2 separate regions of the Mus musculus genome follow, and region 1 is linked to region 2. The links are chromatin contacts, called in public HiChIP or PLAC-seq maps. All regions are on one chromosome and are shown on one strand. The core of a region is the stretch at or near the end of the contact, and the rest is flanking DNA. Distances in the headings are between cores, read along the strand shown.

Region 1 (4,083 bases), core at 1,236-3,735, 170 kb after region 2:
GTAGGGTTAGAGGGTGTGAACATGATCAAGGCACATTGTGGACATGTGTGAAGATGTCATAACGAAACTCATTGTTATGTACACTGCTAAAAATGTTTACAAACTCCTCTTCCAAGAAGGCCTTTCTGCTGGACTGTCCTTTGTCTCGTCTCGTTTGTTTCTGCTCTTCAGCGTCCCCATAGCCCCTGCAATATGTCCCTTGTTCTAAGGGAATAGAAGCCTTCTTCTGAAGCTAATCTTATTCACAAGTGACTTTAACCTTCGTAGAGATGACTCAGCTAACCACCCAGCCTCCTGGGAACTTGAGCTGTAAAGCCCTAATGTTTGAGCAGACCTTCAAGCATCCCCCGGGAGGCTGACTTCAGAGTCCCTTTGTTTCACCCCCTTTAAAAAAAATCAAAATAATTGCTATCTATTTAGCCCAGGTACCATGATGGCCTCTTGCTAGGACTGCCATCATTCTTGTTTCTTTCTTCCTTTCTTTTCTTTGCTTATTTCTTTTTTTAAAAAGATTTATTTAGGGGGGCTGGTGAGATGGCTCAGTGGGTAAGAGCACCCGACTGTTCTTTCGAAGATCCGGAGTTCAAATCCCAGCAACCACATGGTGGCTCACAACCATGTGTAAGGAGTGTCTGAAGACAGCTACAGTGTACTTACATATAATAAATAAATAAATCTTAAAAAAAAAGGACTGAAGGTTTGTCCCAGAGACTGCTCAATGTTTAAAAAAAAAAAGATTTATTTATTTATTTATTTATTTATTTATTTATTATGAGTATGCTGTTGCTGTCTTGAGACACACCGGAGGAGGGCATCGGATCTAATTACAGGTGGTTGTAAGGCACCATGTGGTTGCTGGGATTTGAACTCAGGACCTTTGGAAGAGTAGTCGGTGCTCTTAACTGCTGAGGCATCTCTCCAGCCCTGCTTGTTTATTTCTAAGTAGCCCAGTTTGGCCTTGGACTAAATAGCTGGGACTTTCCGCAAACTCATGACATAAAAAAAGAAAAAGAAAGAGCAAAAGAAAAAAAGGAAGGAAGGAAAGAAGGAAGAAAAGAGAAAGAAAATGAATGAAAGGAAAGAAAAGAGAAAAAATGAAAGAAAGAAAAAGAAAGAGAAAGAAGGAAAAAGAAAAGAAGTCGGGCAGGGGTGGCGCACGCCTTTAATCCCAGCACTTGGGAGGCAGAGGCAGGCGGATTTCTGAGTTCAAGGCCAGCCTGGTCTACAGAGAGAGTTCCAGGACAGCCAGGGATACACAGAAAAACCCTGTCTTGAAAAACAAACAAACAAACAAACAAACAAAGAAGAAAGAAAGAAAAAGAAAAGAAAAAGATAGGGAAGAGGAAGGCAAGATGGGGAGGAGAATGTGGCTAAGTTCAGTGGCAGAGACCTTGTCTAGAATGCACAATCCTTAGCACTGAAAACCCAAAACAATACAAGACAAAACAAAACAAAAAACCCAACAAAACTGTTTAAAGCTGATCAATGGGGGCTGGTGAGAGGGCTCAGGGTTAAGAGCACTGACTGCTCTTCCAGAGGTCATGAATGAGTTCAAATCCCAGCAACCACATGGTGGCTCACAACCATCTGTAATGAGAAACAAAAAATAAAAACAACAACAGCAACAACAACAACAAACCTTTGGGCCCGGATTGAGGAGGGGCAGAGCAAGATGGAGAAGGGAAGGGGGAAAAAGCAGCTCAATGGACAGGGGGATGTAATTTTTAGTAAGAGTAAACATTCGTGGGGCCAGGAGTGAAGACAGAGGAAATGAATTACAAGGAGGCATGAAGAAATTTCTAGAGGTGAAAAATACCCCCATATATTGATTATGACATTAGGCAAGTAGGTATATGCTCTGTGGCTGTGTGACGTGTGTGTATATGTATTTTTTTCAGAATCCATGATCGTATATTCTCAAAGCCGATGTTTACTGCACACATAAACTATATACCCCAATAAAATTTCTTTTAAAAGCTGTCCTGTGTCACACTCTGCCTGAGGGAAAGACTCAAATTTCGTATCCTAGCAGATGCCACAGTGTAGCTTCCTTCTCTCTGTGCTTCTTCTCTTCCTCCATTCCCTTGAACACTACTGTTCCTCTTAAGTACACGTACACTGCAGATCTTAAATGTGCCTAGAGGTCTCGCCCTTCTCTACTCCCTATTCAGTTTGTCTCACCTCTGGGAGCCTTGCTCCTTTTTGTTCCACTGACCCGATACAAAAGTCTACCACAGAAAGTTTTTGGTTGCGCGTCCGTTATGTCTCCCCAACTCCTTGATTAGGCTTTGAGTGTGACAGCTGCGCCTTGTCATCACCACGACTGTGACTTGGGTACCAGGTCACAGAGCTCCTTAGTCTTTGGAAAGGCAGCACAGGCACTATCCCCTCCAGCCCTGCAGGCGGCGCTGTGGCAGCCGCCCTCTCCTCTCCCGACCTCTCAGAGCGGAGGCCCCGCCCCCCGACATCACGCCTCCTGCCCATTGGACAGGCGCGCGGCCGAGGCTGGCCAATGGCGTGAGCGCTCGTGAGCCTCCGTCTTTGCGCCGCCGGAGTGCAGCGCTGTGGGCGGTTGCGGGAGAGCGGCGGGCCGCCGGGGCGACAGCGCCGTGACTCGCTTCGCGGCCTTGTTCCTCGCTGCCTGAAGCCACGATGCCTCAGTTCCAGACCTGGGAGGAGTTCAGCCGGGCGGCCGAGAAGCTCTACCTGGCGGACCCCATGAAGGTGAGTCGCTGCAGGGACCGCCCTGGGGCCCGGGGCTTCTCTACCCTTGGCGCGGCCTGAGCACGCCCAGGAAACAGTCGGCCCACCCGGTGCCACTGTCCCTTCGTCTGCTTCCGACTGACCCGGAGACCCAGTGACCCAGCGAGGCGACCCCAGCAGCTACAGGCAGGGCGGTTTCCGCAGCGCCGGACCCCACAGCGGCCTGCACCCGGGGGAGCTCCTAACTTCCGCTCGGGATCTGGTTGGTTTACGTGTCGCTGAGTGGGCTCCTCCCCCTGCACCGTCGCTTTCCTGTCCGTCGCTTAGTTTAGTGCCCCTTTCCTTTCCTACCCAGACCCGAGAGTACCAGCTTATAAAATGGTGCTACTGTACGTCCCAGTTAGGAAGCACCTGCTCTACTTTTTTTTTTTTTTTTTTGGATAGTGGGGATTTTTAGTCTTTTCCTGGACCAGTTGAAACATGGAGACTGTTTGCACTCTCACGTTAGACATAAATGTTTGCAAGCGGTTTCATTCCCCAAAGCAAACTACCCAGTCCCATCTCAGCAGTTCAGAACAAGTTCCGGGAGGGGGACACAAAGGTCAGCTTCATCATTCCTTAAAGGATTGTTGAAGGTATGGTAGACGCATGTTTTATGAATATACACGTTAAGGAAAAAGAAAACAAAAACAAAAAAACCGATGAGCAGCTAACAATCTCAAGAACCCGGGCTCAGTGCATAACACGAACTCTGTGTGTGTGTGTGTGTATCATAATGAGACTGCAGAGACACTCAGCATGCAGAACTCACTTAAGGATGGAAAGAGGGAATCTACTCCTTAAATTTGCCCTCTGACCACACATCTCTCACACTAACATGTACACACACAGACACACACATGTAAGTAAAAATCAAAAATATATTGGTACTGGCAGCTTGCGGTGGCAGTACTTACTACAGGATTTTACAGGGAGCATCTTTTACTTTTGGTTGTGAGCATAGCCTTTAGCAGCTAAGCCATCTCTCCAAGCCCACAGGAAGCATCTTTTAAGAAGGTCAGTCCATTAATTCTTACGTATGTCAGTGTTTGCTTGTGCACATGGGGTGCCTGCCCTGCTGGGGTCAGAAGAGGGCATTGAATCCCCGGGAAATGGAGTTAGGCATGGGTGTGAGCCACCTTGTGGGTGCTGGGAGCCAAATCTGTGTCTACCTGCATTAGAACCACAGGAAGACCAGAGTAGACAGTAGAACATTCGGAACCATCCTTGTGTATTTTTAAGCTCCTATCTTCTCATGCGTCCTAGATGGGCCTCATTAATGTCCTGTGGAGATGAGAGTGATCTTGAACTCTGGGTGTTAGCTCCCCCGGCCCTTCTTTT
Region 2 (4,151 bases), core at 825-3,324:
GCATAACAAAGACAGCACATAATGCTGAGAATAACGCTAAGGCTCAAGGAAGTAACATTTGCCAAGTTTATGTTAAAAAATTAATAGAACCAAAATTTATTATAAATCTGATGAAAACTTTAACCATAGAAAGGTTATCTCTCGCTCTGTTCTTTCACAATAGTTAAAAAACAAACCAACAAACTCAGTCCTTAGTTAATAGTAAAAAATATTTTGAGGTTTTTCTTTTGGTAAGCTATGTTTAATCATGGTTGAACAAAACCAGAATAATCTAACTAGCATGACATTTTCTTTCTTTAAAATGAATTTAAAGACATATTTCCTATTTTCAAACAATTTAAACCATGTACAAAAATGCAACAAGGCTGTGCAAATTCACCTCAACCAGCCATCAACAGGACTGGCATTGTAGCTTACATAAGCCACAGCTATTATCTACAAAAGCCTATAAATATACTTGATAAGCAAATATAGAAATAAAGATTGTTGTTTGGTCTATAGAATACATTAATTTAAACTGAGACAACTTCCATAGGTGAGAAGGAAAGTTATACTGTAGCATTTGGTATAAAAGCAGGAGCACTAATTCATCGCCTTTAAAAAAAATGATAGAACATGTGATTCCTGTTTTTTTTTTAAATTCCAAATATAACACACTGTATTTAGCACCTCCTGTACTTTCCAGTATATTAGATAATTGCATACCATGTTAAAAACAAAATAAAGGAAAACATTCCTGCCACCCACCTTTTCATAAAAAAACTGAAAATATGAAACACACACATATATGCAAGTACAGCTTGTAAAGGTTAGAATGACGAGTCCAAAACACTGCATTCTTTTTCTTTAAAAAAAAAAAATAAATAAAAAAAAAAAGAGGGCTTTGAAAAATGGCAGCCAAAAAGGGAGAAAGAACTGTAGAATCACTGGCTCAAGCAGAAGAGAGCACAGAGCTAAACCATGCGGTGGAGAGCTATGCAGACCCTCAGTGGCTGTGATCCCTGCCCCACATTAATCAGAGGACATCCCCTTGCCACCTCTTCCGGACTTTTGGTCCATTTGTACTGAGCTGCAGAAAGATTCTGTTTGAACGAAGATGTCCATGACCTTTAAGTCTGAGAATCACTAAGGATTTACTGATAATGGTAATGGCAGATCCTCAAGTTAACAGTATACATAAGAAAAATAAGACCAGTAACAGTGAGTATGGGGCATGGCTTTATAAAGTGGTAAACCAGGCTGAGGATGTAGTTGGTGGTAGAGTGCTTGCCCAGCATGTGCAAGGCCCTGGATTCAGTTCAACTCCTAGCACCAAGGAAGGAAGGAAGGAAGGAAGAAAGGAAGGGAGAGCGAGCGAATGAGAAGGAAGAAGGAAAGGCAGAAAGAAGGAAGAAAAATGGCAGTACAAGAGTAAAAACTAAGAGGGTGATAGAGAGCTGGAGAGATGGTTCAGTGGTTAAGAAAACTGACTGCTCTTTCTTTAAGAGGTCCTGAGTTCAATTCCCAGAAACCACATGGTGGCTCACAACCATCTGTAATGAGATCCGATGCCCTCTTCTGGTGTGTCTGAAGCAGCAGTGTGCTCATATAAATAAAAATTAAATAAAAAAAAGAGGGTAATGGAGATTAGTATGGTCAAAGTATATTATGTGTATTATGAAAATATCAACATCACTCAATCCATTATTCGGTACAGTTAATATATACTAATAAAAACTTGAAAGAGACAAAAATCTGTGAATCAGGCAGATGGATGTACATAACAGCTCTACCTTCATGAATATATTTGTTCTTTTGCTTCTGGTCAAGTGTGTTGGGCTACTGTTTGCAAAAGAGTCAAGCTTTCCAAAAGCTTGCATACAGAAGATGATTTTAAAAATTACACACACAGGCACACAGACACACACACATATGGCTGTGAACTAAAAGCAAATTGCTTTGGCAAGGAAAGACAAGACCATGATAGTATTCAGAATTACTGAGTGTGTTTGATTAGGTGGATGGGAGGGGTCAGCACAACAACAATAGGTACAGGACAAACCACCCCTACAGTGAGAATCTGAATAAGAAAGGCATCCCTTCCCAAGGAGGACTCTCCAGGTCCTTTTCCTTGAGACAGGGGCTCCTGTAGCTCTGGCTGGCCTTGAAGTCACAGAGACCCACCTTCTTTGGCCTAGCAAGTGCTGGGATTAAAGGCATACACCACCAGATGACAATTAAGGAATTTTTTTTTAAGATTTATTTATTTTATGTATAGGAGTGCTCTGTCAGTATATATGCCTGCATGCCAGATGAGGGCATCAGATTCCAGTATTATAAACTACCATGTGGTCGTTGGAAGAGACAGTGCTCTTAACTACTGAGCCATCTCTCCAGGCACTCACTAGATTCTTAAAAAAATTTCCCCATATTTCTGCTTCAAAGACAATGTCATCAAAATTCAGGTATTTACAAAGGAAAGTAATTCCGTAAATAAATACATCATGCTATGTACAAATGAACTATTTTAATGCTTTGTTTTTTGAATGAACAAAATAGAACCAAGAACTTCGCTGCCAGTGACTTACTTGGTCCATGACAAAGATAACTAACTTCAACCATTTTGTACACTACAATTGAAAACATGAAAGAGAAGAGACAATGTATTGTCAAACTTACCCATAACAATAATCCTATATACTGTACACACCAAAAATGCTTCTATAGCAAATAAAACCATTAATTTTCACTTGTAAAACTTTATGAGTCAAAACTATTTTTTAATGTTTATTATTCTGTAAAAGAATGTAGTTTGAGTCTCTTCATGAAGACTGAATTTCAAACAATCAGGATCAGAATAAAACAAGTTATTGGGCATTGGCATTTGGCAAACAAACTAATATTATTCACTGGTAAGAACAATAGTTTCAACTTGGTAATAACAAGACAAAACCACCATTAACAATAATTTGAACTATGCTAAGTGACATTTAGTTCTAAACTGTATCCCCATTTGAAAACTGAGAAATGAAAATGGTCATAGGTTCCAAACACAGGAACAGAAGCTGCTACACACACACACACACACACACACACACACACACACACACACACACACACGCTTTAAATTACGTAACTGGCCTATTTAAGATACAGGAATTATGATTCTCGCTTGTCTCCTAATTATTACAGTGTAAACTATTCCTATAACATATGCTAATAAAGTCCTATGCTGACAAAGACAGTATAGTTATTAGGAGAAATGATTTACAGGAGACCAGACTTCGCCATCTTGAAGAGGCAAACCAAAGTAAGTCCCAGCAGCTTATTTACTCAAAGGAGATCCAATGAAAACAAATATGTTCCTTACAGATGTTAATTCCCCCTAAAGAAAACTTCATATAAAACAGATAGAGGTACAATGGCACACAGAACCTTCTGCAAGATCTCAAAATGCCTATTCCTCTAAAATTCATTTTTAAAACAGGCAAAGGAGTTAAGATACCTTGAACCTTTCATGCTTCAGAGTAAGATCTATAAATATACCATTTATTATGGATTTTTAGAATTCTATATCATCAAAAAAATATCAATATTTTATCTGGCTGTAATACTCCTCATTAAGCTATATGTGTTTTACACGGAACATTTATATCAATAAAATCACTACCAAACATACAACACAGGAAGGAGTAACTACATTTGTATTTTTTTCATATATAACATTTTCTGATCATAAAATTTATTGCTAATGAGAACCATACATTTGTGTATTTCTTTTTCTGTTTCTTAAACCAAAACAAAATTTAGTATATCTCTGATAATAAGGTTTTGAATACTTGAGCTTTTCAAAGTGAATTATTTCTATTCTTCCTTCTTAGCAACATATAGTTTTAAGAATCCAATTATGGCTTGGACGATGAGGGTGTGCCTCAAATCTTATCAACCTGTGGGTCGCAACTACTTTGGGGGTTGAGGGATTCAACAAAGACCATCAGAAAACACAGATATTTATAGTACAATTTATAACAATAGCAAAATTGCAGTTATGGAATCATTGCATTAGAGCCAAGCATCAGGAGATCATACTCTCAATATAAGTCCCTAGGCTCAGTGGTGGCTTGAAAAGTACATTTTAGAAACCTATGTACTTCTTGATAAAAGGCGAATAA

What was found. HiChIP or PLAC-seq counts read pairs in DNA pulled down with a chosen protein or histone mark.
Region 1: an H3K27ac HiChIP or PLAC-seq map of epiblast stem cells shows a contact between it and region 2. The contact joins the promoter of Srp9 here to the enhancer-like site in region 2. A contact is called at or near these places in 4 of 39 promoter capture datasets (the 3T3-L1 cell line, embryonic stem cells, hippocampal neurons and 1 more), 6 of 484 Hi-C or Micro-C datasets (the N1E-115 cell line, cerebral cortex, embryonic fibroblasts and 3 more), 17 of 115 datasets of contacts at active chromatin or transcription factors (the SCID.adh cell line, bone marrow-derived macrophages, cardiomyocytes and 5 more) and 4 of 9 other capture datasets (adipose tissue, embryonic stem cells, liver and 1 more).

The regions. Positions count from the first base shown.
Region 1 is chr1:182,122,252-182,126,334 of GRCm38.p6, forward strand. It overlaps Srp9 (signal recognition particle 9), which reads left to right and starts at 2,486. Exons shown (of 3, transcript NM_012058.3): 1 at 2,486-2,724. The coding sequence starts at 2,653. It overlaps Gm33725 (a long non-coding RNA gene), which reads right to left and starts at 2,515. Exons shown (of 3, transcript XR_373761.4): 1 at 2,182-2,515.
Region 2 is chr1:181,951,702-181,955,852 of GRCm38.p6, forward strand. All of the region lies in intron 3 of Enah (ENAH actin regulator), which reads right to left. Among named protein-coding and RNA genes, the nearest start is that of Enah, 66 kb to the right of the region's middle. Within about 2 kb of position 2,075, at least 6 of the 459 cell types and tissues checked have an H3K27ac peak or open chromatin away from gene starts, as enhancers often do. A contact at or near this core is called in epiblast stem cells, where this site is marked.